Linked DNA regions of Sus scrofa: all the other regions are linked to region 1. The links are chromatin contacts, called in public HiChIP or PLAC-seq maps. All regions are on one chromosome and are shown on one strand. Each heading gives the region's core, a stretch centred on a gene start, on an enhancer-like site or on the middle of the called end of the contact. The rest is flanking DNA. Distances are from core to core; before and after follow the strand shown.

The links. HiChIP or PLAC-seq counts read pairs in DNA pulled down with a chosen protein or histone mark.
Region 2: an H3K27ac HiChIP or PLAC-seq map of alveolar macrophages shows a contact between it and region 1. The contact joins two enhancer-like sites. A contact is called at or near these places in 1 of 47 Hi-C or Micro-C datasets (embryonic fibroblasts) and 1 of 2 datasets of contacts at active chromatin or transcription factors (alveolar macrophages).
Region 3: an H3K27ac HiChIP or PLAC-seq map of alveolar macrophages shows a contact between it and region 1. The contact joins two enhancer-like sites. A contact is called at or near these places in 5 of 47 Hi-C or Micro-C datasets (alveolar macrophages, fetal heart ventricle, heart right ventricle and 2 more) and 2 of 2 datasets of contacts at active chromatin or transcription factors (alveolar macrophages and skeletal muscle).

Annotation. Positions count from the first base shown.
Region 1 is chr3:77,834,129-77,838,337 of Sscrofa11.1, reverse strand. No RefSeq gene overlaps it. Among named protein-coding and RNA genes, the nearest start is that of VPS54, 20 kb to the left of the region's middle. Within about 2 kb of position 2,412, at least 5 of the 83 cell types and tissues checked have an H3K27ac peak or open chromatin away from gene starts, as enhancers often do. A contact at or near this core is called in alveolar macrophages, where this site is marked.
Region 2 is chr3:77,376,250-77,380,458 of Sscrofa11.1, reverse strand. It overlaps AFTPH (aftiphilin), which reads left to right. Exons shown (of 10, transcript XM_021087452.1): 3 at 2,055-2,206; 4 at 3,957-4,083. Among named protein-coding and RNA genes, the nearest start is that of AFTPH, 44 kb to the left of the region's middle. Within about 2 kb of position 1,693, at least 1 of the 83 cell types and tissues checked has an H3K27ac peak or open chromatin away from gene starts, as enhancers often do. A contact at or near this core is called in alveolar macrophages, where this site is marked.
Region 3 is chr3:78,200,915-78,205,123 of Sscrofa11.1, reverse strand. No RefSeq gene overlaps it. Among named protein-coding and RNA genes, the nearest start is that of MDH1, 60 kb to the left of the region's middle. Within about 2 kb of position 1,958, at least 1 of the 83 cell types and tissues checked has an H3K27ac peak or open chromatin away from gene starts, as enhancers often do. A contact at or near this core is called in alveolar macrophages, where this site is marked.

The DNA of each region.
Region 1 (4,209 bases), core at 1,163-3,662:
CCACTGAGCAAAAGCCAGGGATTGAATCTGCATCTTCATGGAAACTAGTTCGGTCCTTCAGCTGCTGAGCTACAACAGGAACTCCAATAGTATACTTCTTTTAATTGCTGAGCTGTAGTCCATTGTACAGAGGTGTTATAGCTGAAGAATATTTGGTTTGTTTCTACATTTTGGCTACCATGAACATATACTTTCATTTCTCTTGGGTACATTCCAAGAGTGGGATTATTTGCTCATACAGTAGGTGTGTAACATCATAAAAACGGCCAAACTCTTCCAAAGTTTCTGCAGAATTTTCATGCCCATTAACAATGTATGAGAATTGCTTTGCATCCTAACCAGCACCTGGTATTATAAGTTTTGTTTGTAGAAGCCATTCTAGTGAGTGTGTAGTGGCATCTCATTCTGGTTTTAATTTGTATTTCCCTAATAACCAAAGATGTTATACATCTTTTAGTGTACTTATATGCTATCTGTCCTCTTTGACGAAATATCTGTTGAAAACTTTTTTCCGTAAAAAATTGGGTGGTTTGTCTCAGATAGCTTCCCTTTACTTAAATATTTTTTAAAATCACATAATTAATTTTGTACAAAAACAATAAAATTAAAATTATCCATGAATCCACAACAGGAGGTAACTATTTTTTAAATAGTGGTGTATGTACTTTCAGTCTATTATTTAAGTGTGGATTTACATTTAATATATGAACAAGTTCAGCAAGTAGTAATAAGTCGAATATTACCCCAGGTCCATTTCTATACCTTGCTCACAAAATGCTTACAATAGGAGAATAGAGGCTTCTTCAATGGAGAAATCAAATAGCCTCAGAAAATAATATTTTCATATAGTGGTATTAGATAATTGGTCAATAAAAAGGCAGCTGTACTAAATGATCACCTTAAGGAAAGCCCATTGTTTGACTTTTTCCCTTCACTCCAGCAAGGACCTTCAGTTTATTTTTTACTTGATTTTTCTCACTTAAAAAAAGAACACAGGCCCAAGGGTCACCAGGCAATTAAGACAAGCCCAAAACATCAGAGATAAGAAACAAACAGGAGTTCCCGTCATGGCGCAGTGGTTAAGGAATCCGACTAGGAACCATGAGGTTGCGGGTTCGATCCCTGCCCTTCCTCAGTGGGTTAACGATCCGGCGTTGCCGTGAGCTGTGGTGTAGGTTGCAGACGCGGCTCGGATCCCGCGTTGCTGTGGCCCTGGCGTAGGCTGGCAGCTCAGCTCCGATTAGACCCCTAGCCTGGGAACCTCCATATGCCACGGGAGCAGCCCAAGAAATGTCAAAAAAGACAGAAAAAAAAAAAAAAAAAAGAAACAAACACAAAAGGAACTTGGAGGAAACAAAGATAATATGGATACAGGAAAAAAAAAAAAGATATTTGAAAATTAAAAATATTATCACAGAAATAAAGCCCCAAAGCAGATCAGGAGGGAATATTGAAGACAAAGAAGACAAGGAGATGAAAAGTAGGATAAAAATGTAAGAGACTTAAAAAAAATCAAGCAGAAATTCCATTGTTCAGCTAGTTAGAATTCCAGAGAGGACAGAACAAATATGAAGAAGAAAAAATTATAAACAAAATCCAAAAAGCTTTATCTGATGTGAAGAAGGTGAGTCTCCAGGTTGACATAGTCCAGCCATCCAGCCTAACAAATGAAAAAAGGCCTGTAAGAATGACATGATGAAATAGTAGAGCACTGAGAATAAAATTTATAAGGGCTTCTAAAAAGGGGAAAAATGATTGCAGCAAAAGGAAGAAGAAACAATAACTTTAGGCATCTTAGTATTACTCAATTCTAGAAGTCAACTGAATATTATCTTCAACATTCTGTAGTGAAATTATGTTTAGCTAAGATTTTTTTATGTAACCACTAATACAGTGTGAGAGTAGAATAAAGACATTTTCAGAGATTCATGATCTCAAAAATTTGCTTTGGGAAATTACTATTTCAGAAGGAAATTGCTATTAGAAGGAAATTACTATTTCAGCAATTTAAGAGAGTCAACCAAGAAAGATGACAAGGAGTCCAGGAAACAGGGAGCTGACTCAGAGGATGGTGAAAGAAGTCCTAGAAGAACAATTATGCCTCAAAGTCTGGGTATTTAGCCTGATTAGATGAAGAGGACAGGGGTTTTGTTTTGTTTTGAGGAAAAAAATGGAACTGATAGATTGATGGTTTTGTGTTTGGAGATTTGGAAAAAAATATTGCTAGCCATATGAAGCTTGAAAAAAAGTCTTTATCTCTAATCATAATTGTGTAAATTCTAACTACTGAATTAATCAGAACATTTTTGCCTTGTGGCATTTTTGCCAAAAACCTTGCCATGTGACATTCAAAGATTATGATAAAATTAGTGGGAGGAGTTGTGGAAGGGAAGTGAGGGCAGAAGTTGAGTAACAGAGCTTAATCCTCAACCACCATAACAGGATGTCTTAAACTAGATCAAGAAAGAGCTGAATGAGCAAAGTACTTCAACACAAAGAGGTAAATAACAGATAAAACAGCTAGAGATTGAAAGTGGCAGTCTTTAAGAGCAGTATGGGTAAGAGATGGAGCAGAGGTCCAACTGCATCCCCACATAAGTCTTTTAGAATAATTTATTTTTTAAGAACCATGTGCCTATATTACATTGATGAAAAAAAACACAAAAACTACATTTAAAATATTTGCATAAGCTTTTCAGATAGAATTGGAGTTGATGGCCTAAAGGCTTACTTTTTAAGGTTTTTGCTATATGCTATCAAGTTGTCTCCCAGAGGTTGCTATCACTTTTACTGCCACCAGCATATATGACAATTATCAACTTCCTTACCTCTCCACTAATCTAGGTTATTTTTATCAAATATTTGCCAGTTGGATGGGGCAGAGGGGAGTTTCTAACCATTATTTGAAATACATTTTCTTTAAGGAGTCCTGCTTATGGCTGAGGCTAAATAGCATTCTCTCAGTTTGTTTCCTGTTAAATTTCTGGATTGCTGCTTGATGAAATTATTCATCTTCTATATGAGTATATGTCTTAACATTCTAGGCTTTAGATTTAGAGCAACTGCAAAAATTGCCTTCATTGTGAAGTAACAGAAAAGCTAACATATTTCAAATAGGATTATTTATTATTTAAGTGCCCAAACAAGTGCCTATTCCTAACTTTCCTATTTCTATTAATGTCCCAGTAATTTTGTACCCTTTCTTCTACATTTAGTCAGTCATCTAATTAAACAATTTGACTCTACATAGATTCTTCTACTCGTGTCCTTCCTATCCCCTCTTACCACTCAATTGTTGCTTTTGCTTTCAGGAAGATCTTGATAGATACTTCCAGATTTCCCTTCCAAAAGATTTTATATGAACCAATAGAGTAGAAGAACAACTTTGTCCTTGAACTGTTGACACTTGGTGTCAACCTTTTTGATCTTTACCAATCTAATAGGTGAAAAATAGATGATGTCTCATTTTAATTTGTATTTGTATTGCTTGTGTATGTAGCTAAAAATGTTTGATTTCTGCCTACGCCTCAGTAAACCAGCATTAGGTCACATAGACAGGCTCATTGCCTGGGGGCTCACAAAGCCAGCATTTACTTTACAGCCTTTACAATAGGAGGCAGGGAAGAAGGGGGCTGGAATGGATGTTGAAGGCATCATTTTTTTTTTCATTTACAACTTTTGGGTTTTACAAATTTCCCTATCCTAAGATTGAAATTTTACTCATTTTAACTTTTTTATTATAAAACAATTGAAATACTCAAAAGTGGAACAGAATAATGAACTTTCTGCTGTCTGTTGCACAGCTTAAAAACTAACATCTTATATTTTTATTTCATTTATCCCATGCCTCATTATTTTCCTGAAGTCTTCTAAGATAAAATCTTAGTTACTTCATTATTTCACCAATGAAAACATTAATATGTTTCTCTAACAAGTAAGGATATTTAATGTATAACATATATACATTAAAACTTATGGCTCAGTTAATTTTCACAAATTGAAAACATTCATGTAACTACATCTCATGTCAAGAAATAGAACATTACCAGGAATTCCCATTGTGGCTCAGCGGAGAACCCAACTAGTGGCCGTGAGAATGCTGGTTTGATCCCTGGGCTTGCTCAGTGGGTTAAGGATCTGGTGTTGCCCATGAGTCACGGTGTAGGTCTCAGATATGGCTTGGATCTGGCGTGGCTGTGGCTGTGGCTG
Region 2 (4,209 bases), core at 444-2,943, 460 kb after region 1:
TTGATGCACTCAAGTTTCACAAGCCTTGGGATCTTGAGTCTACTCTTTACTGTAGGTTTCATAATTGATACTGAGAACCTTTTCCCATATCGCACATGTGAATATAATGAAGGTGTTAGAGTAACTTTTGTAGCGATAGCAGAAGAGTACCCTGAGACTAATTACGGAGTGTTAAGTTTTTTGCTGATACTGCTTCCAAAAGAGATTTTGTTTGGGAAAATATGTATGTGGAAATGTTTCCTTTTGTTTTCCATTGTTCTTTTTGCTGACAATACTAAACAACAAATCAAGCATTAACTTTTTTTGTCACTTGGCAGAAAGTACCATCATGATTTGGCATTTTCTTTTACACTAGGTGTCACTTCTGTAGTATACTTAATCCTTCCACAAGCTTTAACTTCATAGTTTGTATTCCTAATTGATATTTAAAGTAGTAAATTGAAAATATTTTACATGTATCTGAAATAAAGTTAGAAAAGTGGGAATAAATGCTATTGTAGGTTGCACTTGTAGACTAAATCTAGTGATACCCTGAAAATGTAAGTTAATCTAAATCCATCAAGTTTTAATTAATAAGAATACTCCAAAATGCCAGTGTTCTCAATGAAAATATTCTAGGGAATATGCAGACTTTGCTTGAAGGTACAGCAGTGTGCTATTCAGAAGTACATATATACATGCCATAGAACAGTATAAAAATGATATTTCTAAAAGATAGCAGATCATCAAAATGATAAATGAGGTATTGAATTTCGTAGTAAAAACTGAGGCATTCTTTCCTACTTTAGTTGTTCTGTTAGCAGCAGAGATTTTTTTTTTTTTTTTGTCTTTTTGCTATTTCTTTGGGCTGCTTCTGTGGCATATGGAGGTTTCCAGGCTAGGGGTCTAATCGGAGCTGTAGCCGCCAGCCTACGCCAGAGCCACAGCAACGCGGGATCCGAGCCGCATCTGCAACCTACACCACAGCTCACAGGCAATACTGGATCCTTAACCCACTGAGCAAGGGCAGGGACCGAACCCGCAACCTCATGGTTCCTAGTCGGATTTGTTAACCACTGCACCACGACGGGAACTCCAGCAGAGATATTTCTAAAAGTCTTTCAAAATTCAAATGTTTTTGTCCAGATTCTGTTCAACTATAATAGCATAATACATTTTGTAAGCATCCAGTCTTATTGTTCTAAATATATAGTATGTGAGTGGTAGTAAGAAACATCCCAGTGTGGCAAAAAGAATATGAATACTGTCTAGTTTATTTTGCTTTTTTCTTTTTTTGGTTTTTGGTTTTTGGTTTGTTTTTTTGTTTTGTTTTGTTTTGTTTTTTTTTTTTTGCTTTGGGCAAAACAGATTATTTGGGCAGATTATTTAAACTTTGAGATTGTACAATGGGATAGTAATTTCTTCTTTGTAGAATTTTTGGTGGATTAAGTAAGATAATGTTTATAAAGTGCCAAGCATAGTGCTTGACTTTTTTTTTTCTTTTTTTTTTTTTTTGGCTTTTTAGGGCCACACCCGTGGCATATGGAGGTTCCTAGGCTGGGGGTTGAATTGGAACTATAGCTGCCAGCCCTCCACCACAACCACAGCAACGCAGGATGAGCCACATCTGCAACCTACATCACAGCTCACTACAGCTCCAGATCCCCAACCCGCTGAGGGAGGCTAGGGGTCAAAGCTGCAACCTCATGGTTACTAGGTTGCCACATCTGCAACCTACATCACAGCTCACGACAGCTCCAGATCCCCAACCCGCTGAGGGAGGCTAGGGGTCAAAGCTGCAACCTCATGGTTACTAGTTGGATTCGTTCCACAACAGGAACTCTGTTTGGCATTTATTTGTCACCACTGTATTACCACAATTACTTAAAGCTGTTCTATGAGTGGTTATGCTTCTTTCACTTAGTGTTTTTTATATCTGACTGGTAGCTCCTCTGCCCCATAGTAGTGGACAAGGAGTGGGTATCTGGGGGTTTGTGTGTGTGTATGTGTTAATGACAAAGTTATGACATTATTTAAATTACAAAAGTGAAAATAAACTTTGTGTTTTGATGCAGACAGCTTTACTAAACCGCCTGGAGCGAATTTTTGAAGCATGTTTTCCTTCCATATTTGTCCCTGATACTGAAGAAGAAGTTACTTCCCTGAAGCACTTGCTAGAAACAAGCACCTTGCCAATAAAAACAAGAGAGGCCTTAGCTGAAAGTGGGTAAGTAGTAGGCACTTTTTAGATAGCATGTATATTTGTTGGTTTCAGCTGTTCTAATTTATAAGGTTATCTAAGGTTATCTTAAACCAGTAAGGTTCTAAAACATTATTGTGTTAAAAATCATAGTGCTAAAAAAAAAAAAAAAAGTTAAAAAAAACTCTCTACTTTTCTATTTTTGACCTTTTTGAAAAAATTCTAAGGAGTTCTCCTTGTGGCTCAGTGGGTTACAAACCCGACTAATAACCATGAGGATATGGGTTTAGTCGCTGGCCTCTCAGTGGGTTAAGGATCCAGCACTGCCGCGAGCCTTGGTGTAGGTCGAAGATGAGGCTCGGATCCTGCACTGCTATAGCTGTGGTGTTGGTCAGCAGGTGCAGCTCTGATTCAACCTCTAGCCTGAGAATTTACATATGCCACAGGTGTGGCTCTAAAAAGAAAAAAAAATTCTAAGTCAGTATTCTAATCAGTCAGTTTTACATATTATTTTTTGATTTCCTAGCATGATAGATGAGAATCTGGGTCTTACATCTGCTTTTCTCCTCCCTTTGTCTTTCCAGTATATCATAGTTTTTGGCTATGGTTTTTGTTATTTGTCATTTTCATTAGTATAATCATGTAAATAATGTTCATAGCTAAGCCACTATTTTCTTTATAGTACACCTTTTTCCTGGACTTAAAAATTGTATCTGTTTTGGAGTTGCCGTTGTGGTGCAGCGGAAACGAAACCAACTAGGAACCATGAGGTTGTGGGTTCAATCCCTGGTCTCATTCAGTGGTTAAGGATCTGGTGTTACCATGAGCTGTGGTGTAGGTTACAGATGCGGCTTGGATCCTGAGTTGCTGTGGCTGTGGCGTAGGCCGGCAGCTGTAGCTCCAATTCAACCCCTAGCCTGGGAACCGCCATGTGCCACAGATATGGCCCTAGAAAGCAAAAAAAAAAAAAAGAAGAAGAATTGCCTCTGTTTCATCTATAAGTCTTTCCCCTACCCTCCAGCAAACTGTGAATGTAGTTTTACTTGTGATAAAACCTATCAAAATGGCCATTCCATTTTTTACCAGGAGTCCTGGCCTGGGAACCTCCGTGCTGTGGGCATGGCCAAAAAAGCAGCAACTGTAGGATTATTGCTAAATAAAGGATGATGCGTTCATCCAATAGAACATTATATAGCCATTGAAAAAGATATATATGTGGATGAGGAAATACTTAAAATCTGAAAAAAGAATACAAAATTATACATATGCTATAATTGCAATTGTGTGTTTGTGGATTAGGACTCAAGGAGAAAGCAAATATTAAATAGCCCTAGTAAGATGATGGAATGCTGGGTGATTTCTTTCCTTCTTTTAAATATTTTTGTTTTACAATTAAAAAAGAATAACGTACTGAAGTTCCCTCTTGGTGCAGCAGGTTAAGGATCTCAAGTTGTCCCACTTCGATCAATGCTATGGCACATGTTTGATCCCTGGCCCAGGAAATTCTATATGCTGCAGGGCATAGCTAAAAAAAAAGAAGAGGATGAATAGCATACAGGCTAAATTTTTGCTTCATTGTTTCAAATGACTTTAACTTAGTTTCTTTGCTAATGACTAGAAATATTTGCTCTTGATTTCATTCAGATAGTAGTTGTATATTTAGGTTAGGCACAAGAGTAATTGGAATGTATAAAATTTCAGAGTCACATTAAAAGTAGAATTCATGGTGAAAGCTATTGGTAACCCATTGTTGGTGGCTTCATCATGCCCTTTGCAGAGAACTGCTGGATGTATGGACCGAGCTGCAGGATATCCATGATGCACATGGCTTGAGATATCAGTGGGGCGGCTCCCATAGCAACAAGAAGCTTTTGTGCTCCTTGGGAATAGACACTCGAAACATTGTGAGTTTATTAGTGCCTTGGAAAATCCTTTAATCAACCTATGTGTTTTTTAAAATTCTGTCACACTTCTGTTCAAATTGTAAGAAACTAGTTCCTCAGAAAAAAACATTAATTGGTTCAGATGTT
Region 3 (4,209 bases), core at 709-3,208, 370 kb before region 1:
TGTCATAAGAACTGATGAAGGAGGTTCAGGGAGGAAAAGAGACAGAAAGCAGAGGATATGAGATGGGCTCAGGGTAAAAATAAAACTGGGCTTTCAGCTACAGAGTAAGGAGATGATTGAAAGGAGGCCAGAGATAAAACAAAATAAAGACCAAGGAAGCCAGGAATAGAACCAAATCAAGATCAAAAGTACACAGGTACTTCAGCTAAGGGTCCATCCAAATAGGCCAGGCAGAAGGCAATGGATGGAAACAGGTGAGCAGATCACAGCATAAGGAAGGCAGGAGGAACTAGAGAGAGTCTTTCAGCTGTTAGACACATGTCCTGGTGATCTTTTTTTCTTTTTTTTTAAATTGAGGTATTGTTGACATAAAACATTATATTAGTCTCAGGCATACAACTTAATGATTCAGGATATGTATATATTGTGAAGTGATGACGACAATAGTCTAGTCAACATCCGTCGCCAAACAGTTACTATTTTTTTTCTTGTGATGAGAACTTTTAAGATCTCTCACTGGTGCCCTTGATAGGTCCTGCAGTTGCCACCAGAGGCCACTGAGCACAAGCGTGCGAGCATCACATATGGAGTCAGATCTGACCTGGTATGTCTGTCCAGTTGTATCATACTACATGAGTTGTTTGGCCTTTGTCTTTTCAATTTTTCTCATCTTATAACATCACCAGTAATGGCATTTATCTCATATGGTAACTGCAGGAATGAAGATAATGAATGTGAATTAATTAGCACAGTACCTGGCACATAAATGCATGATAAATGTATACAGTTATTTTCTCATTTAAAACATCACTAATAATGGCATTTACCTCATATGGTAACTGCAGGAATGAAGATAATGAATGTGAATTAATTAGCACAGCACCTGGGACATAAATGTATGATAAATGTATACAGTTGGCTTTCTGTATCCGGGGGTTCTGCATCTGTACATTCAACCAACCCTGGATCAAAAATATTTGAAAAAGTTCCAAAAAGCAAAACTTGAATTTACTATGTACTGGCAACTATTTACATAGTATTTATATTGCATTTACAACCATTTACATGGCATTTACATTATATCAGATATTTTAGATCATCTAGAGATTTAAAGATTTAAAGTTCATGGAAGGATGCACAGGGTTATATGTAAATGCTACACCACCTTATATAAGGGACCCGAGCATCCGTGGATTTTTATATTGTGGAGGGTCCTGGGATGAACCCCTGATACTGAGGTATGACTATGTGTATTTGGATGTGTGTGTTCAGGCAGGAGGGTAATATGGAGAAGAGATGTTAAGGAATCACATCCACTTGGACAGTTGTTCCATACTAAGTTTTTAAGCAGAGATCAAGATGGGATTAGCTGTGCAAGAGATTTATTGGGGAAATGCCTGTGAAGGATAGAGTGGGAGGGAACAGGAGAAGGTAGGAAGTGCCATCACAACACAATATAGGCCTGACATACATGAAAGGAAAGAGGGAAGGAAGGAAGTTTGGGCAGAAAGACCCTCAAATACAGGGCAGTTCTGAGCATGTTTTGGCCAGGTTGATGGGGAGTTCCAGAGTCAAAGTTGTCCATCAAAGGAATCCCCCACTGGGTAAGCAGGGCCTGACCTGGGCACCCCCACGGTGCCCAGTCACTGAATGGGAGCTGCTGGAGGCTGCTGGTCAGCGATGCTCTCGACAAAAGGCTCTCATAACAGGACATCAGAAGAATATGTCTCCACGATCCTTACTCCTTCACTGTAGCCTATCCAAACCCATTGCTCAATACTGAATGTGCTGTGAGGATGAGGGAGCACTTTCCACCACATATCTGTACCTCTTATAGGAGCTCCACAAGGGCCTGGGACTCAGCTTCTTTCCCATTTGAGGTGAGCTTACCAAACCTCCTCCTCATTGTCCTCATGAATTCATCTTGTTCCACTTTCTAATTTTCTACACAGTTCCGTTTTCTACATAGTTCCTGTTGGATGTAAGCCTGAGTCTCAATGGGTTCCCAGGTCTGACTTTTCCCCTGAATACTATTCTTGCTTCTCTATTTGTTTCATGTCCCAAAGCCTCAGGCCACCCCTGCCCTATTCCTAATTCCAGCACCAGTTTCCAGAAACCAAACCCACATCAAAGTCCCAGGATTCCATTGCTGGTCTGAATCCAGCAACTGAGAAAAAATGTTTTCTCTTCATAGATAAAAGGAATAATGTGACTGACTTTATATTTTTTCTTTCTCTTTGATGGCAATCATACCAGGCTAAAATTTTTTTGTTTTATTTTTTTCCCAGATTACTATAAAGTTTATATATAGAACTGAAACTTCCCAGAAGCTTTTGGGAAATTTGACAAAGTGATTCAGAGTTTATCAGATAGAGTGAAAAGTCAGCAGTCAAATAATTTCTGAAAAAGAAAAGCTATGGGGCGGCCATTCCTTACATGATGAAAATATACCATAAAGAATATTACAGAGGTTTAAAATTTATAGGACAAAGTACTATAACTAAATTCAGTTTAGCTCTTGGATTCTCATTTCCCTTGACCATAGAAAACGCTCAATCATGCCTCTTGGTTTTAACTCAGTTTGGTCTAAAATGTAATAAACATTCAATGAACTCTGAGATCTGGGCCTATCCCAATCCTTGCCAGGGTGTGTGTGAGATCTAACTTATCCTGAGTGTATCAGGAGGCCTTGGCCTGAGGGGGGGGCACCTTGTTCTTGTGCAAGCCTTTGTCAACATGAGAGTGTTCTTCACCTGCCTTGGTCTTTTGAACCCCATTCCAAATTTATTTTCTCCTCTGGCTTTCTCATCACTTCTTCAGCTCACTGGGAGCTCAGGAACTTTCCATGTCTTCTGGAAACACCCTGAAGGAAGAGATTCTGCCAAGACCCACCTAGCCCATCTGCCTACACCTCCCTCAGCCTGATTCATCTACCACCCAGGCAGGGAATTTCTTAGAATCTGGGCTGAACTCACTGAACTTGGGGCTTCTCCAACTTCCTCCCCATAACCCTGCTGAAGCCTAAGACCTGCACAGGCAGCCAGTCCAGGCCTCTGCAGCTACATGAGTGCAAGAACCACCCTAGACTCTCATAGCTTTGCCCTATCAATCAGTGTTGTGCATACTCAGGGCTAGCCCCTCTAGTTGTGTATCTGTATGCTGCCAGCCTAACACCCGTCATCAGCCTCCGCTGATGTGTGCACACCTGTGGTAAGATCCTGCAGTCCCAGAAGTGTATGCTCACCCTGTTTCCTGTCACTGGCCTGCACCATGAGATTCATCTGCAGCTAGGTCCTCTTAGCTGTGTACCTGCAAACCCCAACCTGACTCCCAACATTGACCTCCACTGTTCCTGTGGTAAGACCCAGCAAACACAGTAGTGTATATGAATAGCTGGGAGCTGCCAGCTTTACTCACAGTTGGTCCTGGCCCTTTCTGATTGCTGAGCCCCAGCCCCTGCCCTGCTACCATGTGTGTATCTGCTTTAGGCCCCTGCCAGCATATAGGCACCTACAGCTGGCTCCTACAGGTGAGTGTGTGCACACCACCAGCTCTAGGTACCACTGCTGCCTACCCTGATCCCTAGCATCTGGACCTAGAGGTGCTACTGAGGAACCCAACAGCCCCAACAGCTACAGACCCCTATACAGTACTAGCCAAGGGCCACACAGATGTTGATGCTGTGATCTTCAGCAGCTTAAGCCAAAGAGCCATGATGCTTCCTCAGAACTGGAGTCACATATATACCCACACTTGTACTCTGTACCACATTACACCATGCTCCAGTGTTCCCCCACTCTCAGTTGAAGGTTTTTTCCTAACTGGTCAGCCCATAAAGAGTGGAAGAAATGACTGCTTCTTCAAATGTGCAGACACCTACAAAAGATTATATGGATCAAAAAGAATCAAGGAATCATAACACTACCAAAGGAACATAGTAAACATTCAGCAACTGACCCCAAAGAAATGGAGATACATGAATTACCTGACAAAGAATTCAAAGTAATTGTTACAAAAATGCTCATAAAGCTATAAAAGGACACAGACATACAACTTAAGGACATCAGGAAAACAACACAAGAGCAAAAAAAGAAGTTGAACAAAGATACAGGAAAAAAAGACAAACAAATTTTGGAGCTGAAGACTATAACAATATAAACAATATTGAAGAATTTATTGAGAGCCTCAATAGCAAACTTCATCAAGCAG